Linked DNA regions of Hordeum vulgare: region 2 is linked to region 1. The links are chromatin contacts, called in public Hi-C maps. All regions are on one chromosome and are shown on one strand. Each heading gives the region's core, a stretch centred on a gene start, on an enhancer-like site or on the middle of the called end of the contact. The rest is flanking DNA. Distances are from core to core; before and after follow the strand shown.

What was found. Hi-C and Micro-C count contacts between places; a contact is called where the count stands out from the background.
Region 2: a Hi-C map of leaf shows a contact between it and region 1, with 3 times the contacts expected there. The contact joins the promoter of LOC123444117 here to the promoter of LOC123444116 in region 1. A contact is called at or near these places in 1 of 6 Hi-C or Micro-C datasets (leaf) and 1 of 1 datasets of contacts at active chromatin or transcription factors (embryo).

Annotation. Positions count from the first base shown.
Region 1 is chr3H:433,914,615-433,921,453 of MorexV3_pseudomolecules_assembly, reverse strand. It overlaps LOC123444116 (cytochrome b561 and DOMON domain-containing protein At3g61750), which reads left to right and starts at 3,691. Exons shown (of 4, transcript XM_045120733.1): 1 at 3,691-4,203; 2 at 4,328-4,724; 3 at 5,139-5,422; 4 at 5,560-6,005. The coding sequence starts at 4,021. The coding sequence ends at 5,823.
Region 2 is chr3H:434,125,569-434,132,740 of MorexV3_pseudomolecules_assembly, reverse strand. LOC123444117 (wax ester synthase/diacylglycerol acyltransferase 11-like) reads left to right here and starts at 4,849. Exons shown (of 7, transcript XM_045120734.1): 1 at 4,849-5,203. The coding sequence starts at 4,943.

The sequences.
Region 1 (6,839 bases), core at 2,442-4,941:
GTCCGCGACGGCTGCTGCGGCGCCAACTCCTCCTGCCCGTGGGCCGTCTCCTTCACCGATTCTGGAGCCGCCCGCGACGGCTGCTGCGGCGCCAACTACCGCTGGCTGTGGGCCATCCTCTCCACACATTCTGGAACCGCACGGTTCCGCAGCGTCACCCGACCACGTGTCGGCTCCTGATTCGCTGCTTGACGTAGATGCTGCTGGGTCCGTGTCGGCGGCCTCGTCTGATGCTCCTGCTGCATATCGGCGTCGCCAGGCTCTCCAGCCACCCCCGCCGCCTCCTCCTCCTGATCGTCCTCATACACGGTCACGCAGTGGTACTCTCAAACCCAAAGAATATAAAGATGGTTGTATCCGTTGGGGCTCCTTTTGTGCTACAGGTGAACCACAAAATTTGTCGGAGGCCCTTGCTCATTCTCGTTGGAAGGAGGCCATGGATGAGGAGTATCGTGCACTTATGGAAAATCGTGCGTGGCATCTTGTGCCACACCAGAAAGGTACAAATCTTATTGACTACAAGTGGGTATACAAGATTAAACGTAAGTCTGATCGCCGTATTGATCGTTATAAAGCACGATTGGTTGCAAAGGGTTTTAAACAGCGTTATGGTCTGGATTATGAGGACACCTTTAGCCCTGTTGTCAAAGCTGCCACTATCAGGTTAATTTTGTCTATAGCTGTCTCTAAAGGATAGTGCATGCGACAGTTGGACATCAAGAACGCGTTTTTACATGGTGTTCTGGAAGAGGATGTGTTCATGAAAAAACCTCCTGGGTATGTGGATCCACAGTGACCTCATCTTGTTTGCAAACTTGATAAAGCTCTTTATGGTCTTAAACAAGCACCAAGAGCCTCGTACTCACGTCTCTCTCAAAAGCTGCAGTCACTTGGTTTTGTGCCTTCTAAGTGTGATACATCTCTGTTTCTATATTCACGGGCTGGTATAATCATTTTTATGCTTATATATGTGGATGATATTATTGTCACCAGCTCGCACCCTCAGGCAGTTGAAGCTCTCCTTGCTGACTTACACATAGATTTTGCTCTCAAGGATCTTGGCTTCCTTCACTATTTCCTTGGTATTGAGGTAACTCCTGTTGATGGTGGTATCCTGTTATCTCAAAGTAAGTATTTACTTGAATTACTGCAACGAGTGGCTATGCCAGGATGCAAGCCTGTTAGCACCCCTCTCTCCACCTCTAAGAAGCTGTCTTTGTTTGATGGTCAACCCCTTGGGGATGAGGATTCTACTCAGTACCGCAGTGTTGTTGGGGCATTGCAATATCTCACACTAACTCGTCCTGATATTTCCTTTCCAGTCAATAAGGTTTGATAATTTGTGCATGCTCCTACTACTGTCCATTGGACTTCTGTAAAAAGGATTCTTAGATATTTGCAAGGCACTTTGTCTCATGGTCTTTCTATTCGCAAATCTAACTCCATGTTGGTAAGTGCTTTCTCTGATGCTGATTGGGCTGGCTGTCCTGATGATAGAAAGTCCACTAGAGGATTTGCTGTATTTGTTGTTAGTAACCTTGTTTCTTGGGCTGCTCGCAAGCAACCTACTGTGTCTCGCTCCCGCTCCAGTACTGAAGCTGAATATAAGGCACTTGCCAATGCCACAGCTGAAATCATTTGGGTACAAAATCTATTGACCGAGTTGGGGATTGCTCATCCTACTGCTGCCTCTCTCTGGTGTGATAACTTGGGTGCAACCTACCTATCTGCCATTCCCATTTTTCATGCTCGTACCAAGCATATTGAGATTGACTATCATTTTGTTCGTGAACGGGTTGCTCAGAAGTTGTTGCATATTCGGTTCATTCCAACAGGAGATCAAGTGGCGGATGGTTTCACTAAACCGCTTACCGCTCGACAGTTAGATATTTTTCGTCACAATCTCAACTTAGATAAGTTGTGATTGAAGGGGAGTGTTAGACATTGTAATATTAGGCGTGCGTGTTTGTTTAAGTTAGGATTGATCTTGTAGATATATCCTTCGTAAAGATAAAGATCAATCCTAACCACCTTGTAAATCTTGTGTATTTGGTTGGCTTATGCCCTATATAAACACGCACACGTCCCTGCATAATGCATACGTTTCTACCCCAGTTATTTTCACACACACATATTTAGGAAGACAAGCCATGCTGCCGGTACGTGGTGGTCAATAGCTGGAGGAGGACCGTGCGTGAAATATGGTATCTCCGACTTCGTGGTCGAAGTTCTCGAGAGCTCGCCCAAGAGCGGGATGGAGGCTCTCGCGGCAAAACCCTCTCTTTCCAACGGGGGAATGGCCTTTCTATCGACGGAGGAGCGACTGTGGGTAGGTGGGTGGCGCCGGGATCAACATGGCGGCGAAAGGGGAAGTATCGTCATGTTGCTGGTGGGCCGAATCTGGACGAAAAAATGCGTTTCTCGCTTGAGAATGGTGACCCACGCTCCAGTTTTCCTTTCACCGGAGCCCCAAAGTGGCACCAAGTGCGTTTGACTTCGTCTCGGATCGCCTAGTAAAAAATGAACTGAACCGGCGGAATTCGATGTTCTAGAACACGACTATGTCGTTTTTTCAGCGCCGACGATAAAAGGGCCTTGAAAGGGCATGTAGATGCTCTTAGCTTGGATTTCGAGATCCCTGCATCTCTTAATGCTCTCCAGGCAACATGGACATTTGCCGGTGATACTTTTGTTAATCAACGCACATTAGCTCACACCGAGAGAGAAGGCATCAATCGCACTCTAACCTTACGAAGTGTATATATATTACTCTATTATTTAACACACACAGTTGATGCTGCTCAACGACATGCCCTTGTTAGATTCAACCAGTGTTTGTTGGACGGTGTACAGTACCGGCCTGGAGATTAACATACATGTTTGTCCAAAGCTCCGTCCTCGTGTTCTACAGAAAGGCTCAAGAAAATCATCAGTATGTTTGCTTGTCTTTTCTTCTAATTTACTTGCTTAGCGACGCGTTTTAGCGCGTGGACAGCTGGGATCAGAACGTGCTTGCATGTATATGAAGTTTTTTTAAGTATAAGCTAAGGACAAGCATCTATAATTGGATCCCTTATATCCGTCTCAAAAGACTTGGATACGTTGTATGATCAGTGACTGGTCACAAAAACGCAACCCAACCAAACCCTTCATGTCCATCTCAAATGCCCGGACTGACCGACACCTTTCATATTTATCTTAAATATGAGGACGATACGAAGATTTGCGGATGCGTCCGGACACGCCAGGTCAGTCTGTCACATAAGACACCATCACACTCCGAATCATTTTTTTTACCGGTCACGTGTAAATGGTCAAACATATGAGAAAGAATATGAAAAATGCGACTGTGCAGACAAGAAATAGGAGTTAGATTTGATAGTGTTCGGTCACTCACCGAACGATCCGCGAGCGTTTAAGGTCTCAGATTTATAAGTTCCGACTGTACATGTTCTAAAACCACAAAGGTCCGTGACTCTGTGTTCACTGTGTGCCAGTGTCCATTTATTTGCAAGACAAAGCACGAAAAACAGATTAATGGCTACCGCAAACGCTCATAGGAGAAAATCTCTTACCGTGATGCCCGATCCAATAGGTGTTGCGCTCGCTTTCGTGAACCGCGTGGGGGGAATGGATCGAGGCCGCCTGTTTATTTAAAAAAAGGAAAGAGGCAAAGAAGCGGCGCATGCGCACACATGGGGATGGCATTTTTGCCACCCTCGTGTTGCGGTTTGGTTGTAGATCCAGTGACAGTGCTCGTCACAAGACAAAAAGCTCCCTGCCTCTGCCTGCAAGGCCCAGCTCACCAGCAAGGAATATCTTAAGCATACGATCACAAGCTGCATCCGTCCAGCTGCAGCCGCAGTCGCCACCCACCACCACTAGAGCCATCAAAGTGGGAGTCGACAAAAAAGAATCAGCACTTGCTTGGCTTTCCAGCTAGTAATTCAGCTTGCCGTGAAAGGTCTAGAGTAATACAGATCGAGGCCTTTCACGGCGTCGGTGGACCGGCTAGCAGCAATGGCGCGCGCGTCCGGCGTCGGCGCCGCGATGCTCGTCGTCGCGCTCGCCGCCTTGTCGGTCGTCTTCGCGCCGGGGGTGACGGCGCAGACCGGCAGCTGCGACGACGCGCTGCCGCCCGAGCTCGTCGGCAACTACTCCGGGCTGGCCTGCAGCCCCGTCTGGAACAACTTCGTGCTCCGGGTAAGCGCCGCCGCGAGCTAGACACTAGGCTGTAGATCCGGGGTGATCTTGGGGGACCGGGAGCGTTCTTGATTACAGTACCTCTGTCTGACCGAACCGATCCTGCTGTCTCCTCGTCCACCAGTACGCGCAGGGCGGGGACAACGTGCTGCGGGTGGTGCTCTCGGCGATGTACAGCTCCGGGTGGGTGGGGATGGCCTTCTCCAAGGACGGCCTCATGGTGGGCTCGAGCGCCATGGTTGGGTGGGTCGGCAAGACGGGGCAGCCCCACGTCAAGCAGTTCGCCCTCAACGGCAAGGCGCCCTCCATGGTCGTCGCCGACAGGGGATTCCTCGTCTCCAACAACCGCGACCACACCGTCCTCGTCAAGCAGGCCAAGATCTACCTCGCCTTCCAGCTCAAGTTCGACTCGCAGCTCAAGCAGCAGCAGGTGCTCTTCGCCTTCGGCTCTGCCATCCCTGTCAACGACCGTCTTGCCGAGCACCAGGGCAAGACGTCCATCACCTTTGATTTCACCACAGGTGAGTTGGGTTCCTTCCTTCGCGTCTGCTAAGCATCTAATGCAAACTTACCTTACCCAACGGAAATATAAATACTCCATCAATGCACAAACGTGATAGCTCATTATAAGTACGTTTGGAACTGTTGCTTCAGTAAATGTTAATTAGTTATGGAAGTTTTTATTGTCGAGCACCTGACAAATTCTAGCTAAATGTAAAAAAAATGCCTGTGACAGTTCAGTGTGATCTGATATGTCCTGATCGAATGAGATACCATATCTTTGACAAATCAACTGAGCAAGGCAGCTTAAACATTAGCGATGTGATGACTCAGTCACCAAGCCATCGAAACTTATTCGGTCACTTTAGTGGAGTAGTAGTTTGCAGGATGAGCCATTCCTAAGATGATGAAACAATTTGGCACTTTGTTTGCAGGCAGCTCTTCAGGTTCCTCCTTCCCGAATGGCCTAAAGAGGACTCATGGGGCGCTCAACCTGTTCGCTTGGGGTGTCCTCCTGCCCATCGGGGCCATTATCGCTCGGTACTGCAGGGGATGGGACCCTCTGTGGTTCTACCTTCATGGTGGTATCCAGTTCGTCGGCTTCATCCTCGGCCTGGCCGGCGTTGTCGCTGGAGTATCACTCTACGGAAAGATCCAAGCAGATGTTCCGGCACATAGAGGCCTTGGCATATTTGTGCTTGTGCTAGGTATCCTCCAGGTATGTGATATCTGCTTCCCTTCTTGTAACAACCATGCCACCAGCCATCATTAGTTATACAACGAAGAACAAAAATCCCGCAAAAAAAGGTTCATAAAACTGTTCTAAATGGACTGAATGTATGTGTAACCTTGCAGGTTCTTGCATTCTTCCTACGGCCCAACAAAGACTCGAAGTACCGGAAATACTGGAACTGGTATCACCATTGGGTAGGCAGGCTTGTTCTCTTCTTTGCGGCAGTTAACATTGTGGTGGGAATCAAAGTTGGAGGCGCTGGTAACTCGTGGAAGATCGGCTATGGTTTCAACCTGGCCATCCTTCTGATCACTATCATCACCCTCGAAGTCCTCGTGTGGACAAGGTGGAAAAACAACAGCGGTCCTGCGACGACGACATACTAACTATGCTTGACTAGGGTTCTTGTTTTGTGAACCACTGAAGGCCCTATAATTTTCATTCGTTTCCTTCTTCTTGTGCTGTTGCAGTAAGCATGTAATCTATTCTGCAGGATCTTGTAGCAAGGATCTGCAAGACTAGTGTATCGATGATGAGTTTTGGATTTGAAATGTAGTGTTTGAATGTAGTACTACTCCAATGTTGTTGTTTGCGTGACGAAGAGTGAATGGTGACGCCTTTCCTGGTTCGGTTAGGGTGTGTTTGGTTGAAGAATGAGGTGGAACGTAATGGAATGATTCCATGACATTCCATTCCACAAGATTACGTTTCTATGTTTGGTTGAAATAATAAATGGAACGGGTCCGCCGCCGCCGCCGCCACACATGCTCCTCGAGCCGCCGTCGCACCTACTCGGGCCGCCATCGCCGCACCTGCTCGGGCCGCCACCGCCGCACCTGCTCCTCGAGCCGCCGCCGGAGAGGGAGGGGGCGGTGCACCTGCTCGGGAGAGGGAGAGGGCGCCGCCGGAGAGGGAGAGGGCGGCGCACCTGCTCGGGCCGCCGCCGCCACACCTGCTCCTCGAGCCGCCGCCGCACCTGCTCGGGCCGGCACCGCCGCACCTGATCGGGCCGCCGCACACCTGCTCCTCGAGCCGCCGCAGACGGAGAGGGAGAGGGCGCCGCCGGAGAGGGAGAGGGCGGTGCTGGATAGGGAGAGGGAGAGGGCAGCGCCGAAGACGGTTCCGCGTGGTTCCTCCGATTTGGAGGTACCAGCGCATTCGGGGTCTTGGAGGAATATGCCGTTCCGGAGAATGAGTTGGTTCCGGTTCCTCTACCCAACTAAACACGAGAACGACCCCTCGGAACGGAATGGACCCGTTACATTCCACTTGATGAGAGTAACCAAACACACCCTTAATTTTGGGGCATGCCTCGTGAAGCCTGCTGTCATGGGCGAATCTAGTGGGGATGTCATGGGTGACATGCCACCCCCTCCAAAATTGTAAAATTAATTTTACTCTT
Region 2 (7,172 bases), core at 3,600-6,099, 210 kb before region 1:
GCCCACTGGCCCCCCTCTTTTGCTATATGAAGGGTTTCGTTTCAGAAAAAAAAATCAAGGCAGAGCTTTTTCGTGTATTCTCCGCCGCCACGAGGCGGAACTTGAGCAGATCCAATCTAGAGCTCCGGCAGGACGATCCTGCCGGGTAAACTTCCCTCCCGGAGGGGGAAATCGTCGCCATCGTCATCTCCAACACTCCTCTCATCGGAGGGGAGTCATCTCCATCAACATCTCATCAGCACCATCTCCTCTCCAAACCCTAGTTCATCTCTTGTAACCAATCTCCGTCTCGCGACTCCGATTGGCACTTGTAAGGTTGCTAGTAGTGTTGATTACTCTTTGTAGTTGATGCTAGTTGGATTACTTGGTGGAAGAGTTTATGTTCAAATCCTTGATGCTACTCATTACACCTCTAATCATGATTATAATTATGCTTTGTGAGTAGTTACTTTTGTTCCTGAGGACATGGGATAAGTCATGCTGATAATAGTCATGTGAATTTGGTATTCGTTCTGTATTTTGATATGATGTATGTTGTCTTTTTTCCTTTAGTGGTGTTATGTGAACGTCGACTACATAACACTTCACCATGTTTGGGCCTAGAGGAAGGCATTGGGGAGTAGTAAGTAGATGATGGGTTGCTAGAGTGACAGAAGCTTACACCCCACTCTATGCGTTGCTTCGTAAGGGGCTGATTTGGATCCACTAGTTTAATGCTATGGTTAGACGTTGTCTTAATTCTTCTTTCATAGTTGCGGATGCTTGCCAGAGGGGTTAATCATAAGTGGGATGCTTGTCCAAGTAAGGGCAGTACCCAAGCGCCGGTCCACCCACATATCAAACTATCAAAGTAACGAACGTGAATCACGTGAACATGATGAAACTAGCATGACAGAAATTCATGTGTGTCCTCGGGAGCGTTTTTCCTCCTATAATACTTTGTTCAGGCTTGTCCCTTGCTACAAAAGGGATTGGGCCACTTTGCTGCACCGTTGCTACTACTTGTTACTTGTTACTTTTCACTTGCTACGTTTCACCTCGCTACACCATCACTTGTTACCACTACTTTTAGTGCTTGCAGTTATTACCTTGCTAAAATCTGTTTATCAGAGCCTTCTGCTCCTCGTTGGGTTCGACACTCTTACTTATCGAAAGGACTATGATTGATCCCTTATACTTGTGGGTCATCATGTCATCATTCATGTAGTAATTCACCCAACACGAGCCTTCTTGGCGATGTGATTAGCATGAGCGGTAGCAAAGAAATGGTACATGGCATACGAACACATCTTTTTATCTAGTCCAATGGCATTAGGCTCAAGTTCTCGAAGCTATGTCACTTTGTGAGGAAAAACATGCAATTGTGAGGTAATGGAAATCAAGTACTAGACAAAGTGACCGAGAAAAACCGGCCAACCCAAGAAGAATACACACTTGTGAGATTTTGTGGGTTGTGGCCAAGTTGTATTGTGTCAAGTGTATAATCGTCTACCTCAATGTCATGAGAAGCAATAACAAGGTGTGAGAAAATGAGTTGTTATAGGCCCAAAGTGCATTTCTTAATATTAGCATAAATTGCTGATCTGATAACACTTCAAGTTGGATAACATGTTTGGTATGATCATCGATATGTTTGTCGTATAGTAAGATGACATCAAAGTACAAAGTAACAAATCTGCCAATGAGTTTCCTAAACAATTGGGTCACCAAGTGCATGAGAGTACTAGGTGCTTTGGAGAAGTTATTCTTGGTGTGTAAATAGTTCTCCATTCATCGTTCACATGAAGAAGTATGACGGAACTAGCAAAAGGGCTCAAACATTCGCGAGCATACCCAATGTCAAGTAGCTCGTCATGTGCGTTGAAGATGAAGGCGAGTTGGTCCTTGTTGCTGCATAGCGCAGGAAGATCCCCTGGAGTCTTTGAAGGGAAAGGATCCACGATTTCATGCAAACATGCAACATAGAGCTAGGAAGAGCGTGTGAGGTGTTAGGTAGAATGGCTTCATGTTTGTACATAAGCAGAGTGGGGCACCAATAGGTTGATTTTGTGGATAAGGGGACCATTTCTTTGTTGGCAACCATCATGGGAACACTCATATTGGGCTTTGGCACTTGCTCTCCTTTGGCGCCTCGCTCTCTCACTAGACTGACGATGATAATGATTATGCAAACGTCTTGTCAATGGTTTAGTCTTGTCGGCAATGACTTGGTCCTTAGGTATTTGGGCAAAACACATATTCCTTGTCCTTCAACTTTGAAGCTATAACTATTGTTGGGCCATTGTGGATGACATCACAGTGTAATGCCATGAGCGTCCCAAGATATGACGACAAATAGTCACGGGCATCATGTCACATTCCACCTTGTCAAGATAGGCGCTAATGTTGAAAGATACTTCCATGGTGTCATTAAGCCATTGAACCTTGTAGAGTTGTGGATGGCTCCTGGATTGAGGTGGTATCGCCAAGTTGTGACAACCACCATTATCAGTGATCACTTTGATTGATCTTCCATTGATGCTGACTCTTGTGTGAAATAGGTGGCATTTTCAGTTGGCATCATCTTGTTGTTGACTGATGAAGATCTTTGAGACAACGAGAGCGGGAATGTATTTGTATCACAAAACACTTGATCATCTTTTTCTTGATTTACTTGTTGATGACGAGTAACACGTTATAAACCTTCCATTTCTCCTTCACTTATGGACTAGTGCCCTTCATCTTGATTGACCACCATAGCGCGTATTGTGGGGCACTCAAATGATTTGTGCTCGTGTCCCTTGCATGTGAAGCACTCAATTAGTCTTGCCTTCTTGATCGAGTAACACTACATCCTTATTCAAAGGTCTCAACTTGCTTCCTCCAAGCAAAATTGAACGAGCCATGCTACACGTACGGCATATTTTGTACGATTTACATACGATAGTCATCACCTGCCGTTGGATGAATTCGTGGATGGGTGATATCGTTTTGTCTGGAAATTGTATGCACTTTTCATCGTACATACATCAATTTTGAAATTGAACCCTTCATACGCAGAGCTTGCTGCAGAGAAGACCACTTGACTTTATAGTATGCCTTCTCAAAATCCACTTTGAAAATGACGCCATCAAGTTTCTTTCAATAGATTTCATGTAAAGTTTCATTTAACACAACAACTCCCTGTAGAATGCGTCCTCGTGGCATGAAAGTAGTGTGAGATGGCTAACCATAAAACATGCAATCTGAGTTACACGAGTCGTACCCACTTTGATAGAAATCTTAAAACTAACATTGAGTAGTCAAATGGGTTTGAATTGCTCAATTCTAAATGCCTCTTCCTTCGTAGGCAATAAAGTAATAATTTCAAATTTAAGTCTGAACAACTGAAGTTGACCATCAAAAAGATCATGACCCATGGACATGAAGTCTCCCTTAATAAACTCCCAGCATCTTTCATAGAATTCCGATGGAAATACGTCCAAACCATTAGCCTTATTATTCTTCATGCGTGCGATGGTCTTAAAAACCTTCTTTTTTATAAAGAAAGCATTAAACATCGGACATGGAGTATCTGCTCCCGAGCTCATTTAAGCTCGGATGAACAGTAAAATCGGAAAAACATCAAAAAATGTTCAAAAAATTCTGAAATTCTTTTGGGACAAACTTTGACAAAAGTTCTAAATGCATGCAAAAATTTGATATGAACTAACATTTCTACAAGGCGTGGCAAAATAAACAAAATGGATGCTCTGAAAATGCGCATTTTCAGAGTGTCTATTTTATTTATTTTTTCACGCCTTGTAGAAATGTTAGTTCATGCCAAATTTTTACATGCACTTAAAACTTTTGTAAAAGTTGGTCTCAAAAAAATTTCAAAACTGTTTGAACATTTTTCAATTTTTTTTCGATTTTACTGTTCATCCGAGCTCAAATGAGCTCGGGAGCCGAAAGGCACTTTCGTTAAACATCTTATTATCTTCCGCACATAGCTATGGGATATCCCCCACCGTGCTCTAACTAAAAAACAAAACTCTCCATCGAAGCGTCCAATAGATTTTCAAAAAATTATACCAAAAAATTAGTATCGCAACATCTTATATTTATGAACAAACGTTGTAGATATGAGGATCAAGAAATGCAGACCATGTTGCAAAGTCGGGCCATGAGAATAACCGGTACTCTCCAAGGTTGCGTCGGTGAACATACAAGGCCTGGATTTGTGGTGTCCCGTTGTCGATACTTTAACGTTGCGGAGATCGTGGTTGGTAGATTTGGCCGCAGTTCTGACACGCAAGGAGTCGTCACGAGAGCGGGCACCCGTGTCGATGACCACATTCCACAGGGGGCGAGGGTCCGTCATCCCCCGGTCATGCAGGAAGGAGAAACGTATACAACACCGCCGATCAAGTGCATCACATCACTTCAAGGAAGTATAACCATCAAAGCCGGTCGCGTGTGGACTGTGGAGCTTCCCATCAGGCTCTGCGCAGAGCTCCACGTCGCTAAGCCGGCGGGTGACCTTTGCACCAGTTCAGACCTGCGCTCCTCGTGCTCGGTCGCCATGGCTTTGCCACCACAAACGAAATCACAGCTCAGCCAGTCAAAGCACACCCCGGCAGTAGTCTCGCACGTTCCGGCACCGGACCAGACGCAGACGCAGACGGAAGTTTCCCGAAAAACTCACGCCAAAGCCAACATAAATGTTTACCGAAGAACCAAAAAATCGAACCCACGGCAGCGACGCGCGCGCGCGTCACGTCCAAGCGCGCGCGCTGGCGCACCTGCCCCGCCGCGACAACCACCGTCCCGTGCGCCGTGCGTCACAACTCACAACTACAAAACGGGGCGGTCTCCGGAAACGAGCCTGCCCACTAGCACAGCACAACTACAAAACGGGGCAGTCTCCGGAAACGATCCTGCGGATTAGCACAGACGAGACGCGCGCGCGGCGACGTAAAGGATGGATCGCCGCCGCGGGAGCGCGCTGCGGAAGCGGCCGCCGGCGATAGACGCGGCGCGCGCGGAGACGGGGAGGGGCGGCGAGAGCGAGGTGGGCGAGGAAGAGGAGCCGGTGAGCCCGACGGGGCGGCTGTTCCGGGAGCCGCACTTCAGCTGCTACATCGTGTCCGTGTTCGGCCTCGGCGCGCGGGTCGACCTGGCCGCCGTGCGGGCCGGGCTCGAGGCCACCCTCGCGCGCCACCCACGCTTCTGCAGCGTCCAGGTGCGTTCGTATGCTCGCTCGCGCGCGCGCGCCATCGTTCCGTTTCGATTCATGAACAGCGTCCAGGTTCTCATGCGCCGTGCGTAGAATGCTCAGTTCGTTCGGCGATTCATATAATTGGCTGGTGACGAGGCCATGAGGGTCACTGTGTACTGTTTTTATTTTAAGCATTACTCGGCACCGAGCGCGCGCCGGTCACAACTCAATAGTTAGATTCACGGGCCGCATCGGTCTCTAATGCAGTAAAAACCCTTTGATGCAGCAAATTTATGCCACCACAAAGCAAATTTCGTCCACGGTTACAACAACAATATGATTATAGAAAAAATATCAACGTGGTCGTAGGAAAAAAAAAACGACGTTGTTGATACGTGGTAGCAAAACAAAATGTGGTTTGTAGCAAAACAATCCGGTGAACTCAGGTTGCAACTCTCACGAACGTGTATGCAACTTTTTTAATAAACGGTTGCAACAAAAATTGATATCGGTTGTAGCAAAAATTAACACGGTTGTAACAAAAATCAAACGCCGGTTATAGCAAAATATCCAACCAACTCAAGTTGCAACCAAACGTAAATGTAACTTTAATGGACAAATTGTAGCAAAATGAAAAACGGTTATAGCAAATTTAAACGTGGTTACAGTAAATCTAAACGAAAAAATGTTGCAAGCCCTGACCAGCCAGCTGCGCGGGACCGCCGAACGATTCGACCGACGCGCCGGCTGAAAACGTTTACCTTTTATTTTTTTGTGAAATATTTTTTTCCAAGTTTGTATACTATTCCTAGTTCCCAAGTTCTATGATTGGCACTTGGTAGTAAAGCGTATTCACTATTCAGCCGACCCAAACAAAACAAGGCCTACGTAGTACCTACATAGCACCTTTTAGTTATATGGTTTACATGTCATAGACTTAATTTTTTACCGAATCTTGTCACATTTATGCTGATCATTTTGTTAGCCATATTAATTTTTTACAAACATACTTTACCCAAGATTAATTGTGACCAAATTAGTCATGAATCAAACGTGCCCTTAGTTTTCTTCATCCTACTTTTCTTTCTTGAAACTAAAGGTTGGCCTTTGTTTAACAAGGGAGTGCATTTTTAGGAAATTTTCAAAAGAAGGCGATTGTTGTCACTGCGAGTGTTGGAGCTACATCACTAAATTTGGGTGGGCCACTAGTAAGAAAACCCACTATAGTTGCATTCATAACCCAGTAAGCTGTCAACCCCCCACTGTATTTTCCATGGATTGGGTGGGTCGTATCCCTTTTTCGTAACACATAGCTCCGCCAGTGGTCGTTGCTGCTGCTCCTGCATGAGGTGATAGATAAAAGAAAGGGAGTGCTAACACCTAGCACTAATACTACCTCCGTCCTAATTTACTAGGCATGTTTGTATTTTATGGTATATTTTGATCATAGTTTTAACTAATAAAATGTTAGTGCATGTCATATTAAATTCTATCGTTGAATTCGTATTGAAAAATAGTTCCAATGATTTTTTTATGACACACATTAATATTTTGTTAGTTAAATCTAAGATTCAAATTTAACACAAAATATAAAAGGATCAATAAATCAATACAAAGGTAGTAATAGTGAAAGGTAGCCTTCTCCAGAGCGCTTTCAGTTGTTATGAGTGAACAATACCTGCATTTTGATCACATCTCGAGCCAGCCAGGTTGATAAAAACATGCAACAAACCAACATTTGCATATTGTTTGGTTGCCTTGCATCAAAGGACACTTTAAGGCCGACTGTTTGGTTGCCCGCATTTTGTTGGGGAACGTCGCATGGGAAATAAAAAATTTCCTACGCGCACGAAGTCCTATCATGGTGATGTCCATCTACGAGAGGGGATTTCTGATCTACGTACCCTTGTAGATCGCACAGCAGAAGCGTTAAGAAACGCGGTTGATGTAGTGGAACGTCCTCACGTCCCTCGATCCGCCCCGCGAACCGTCC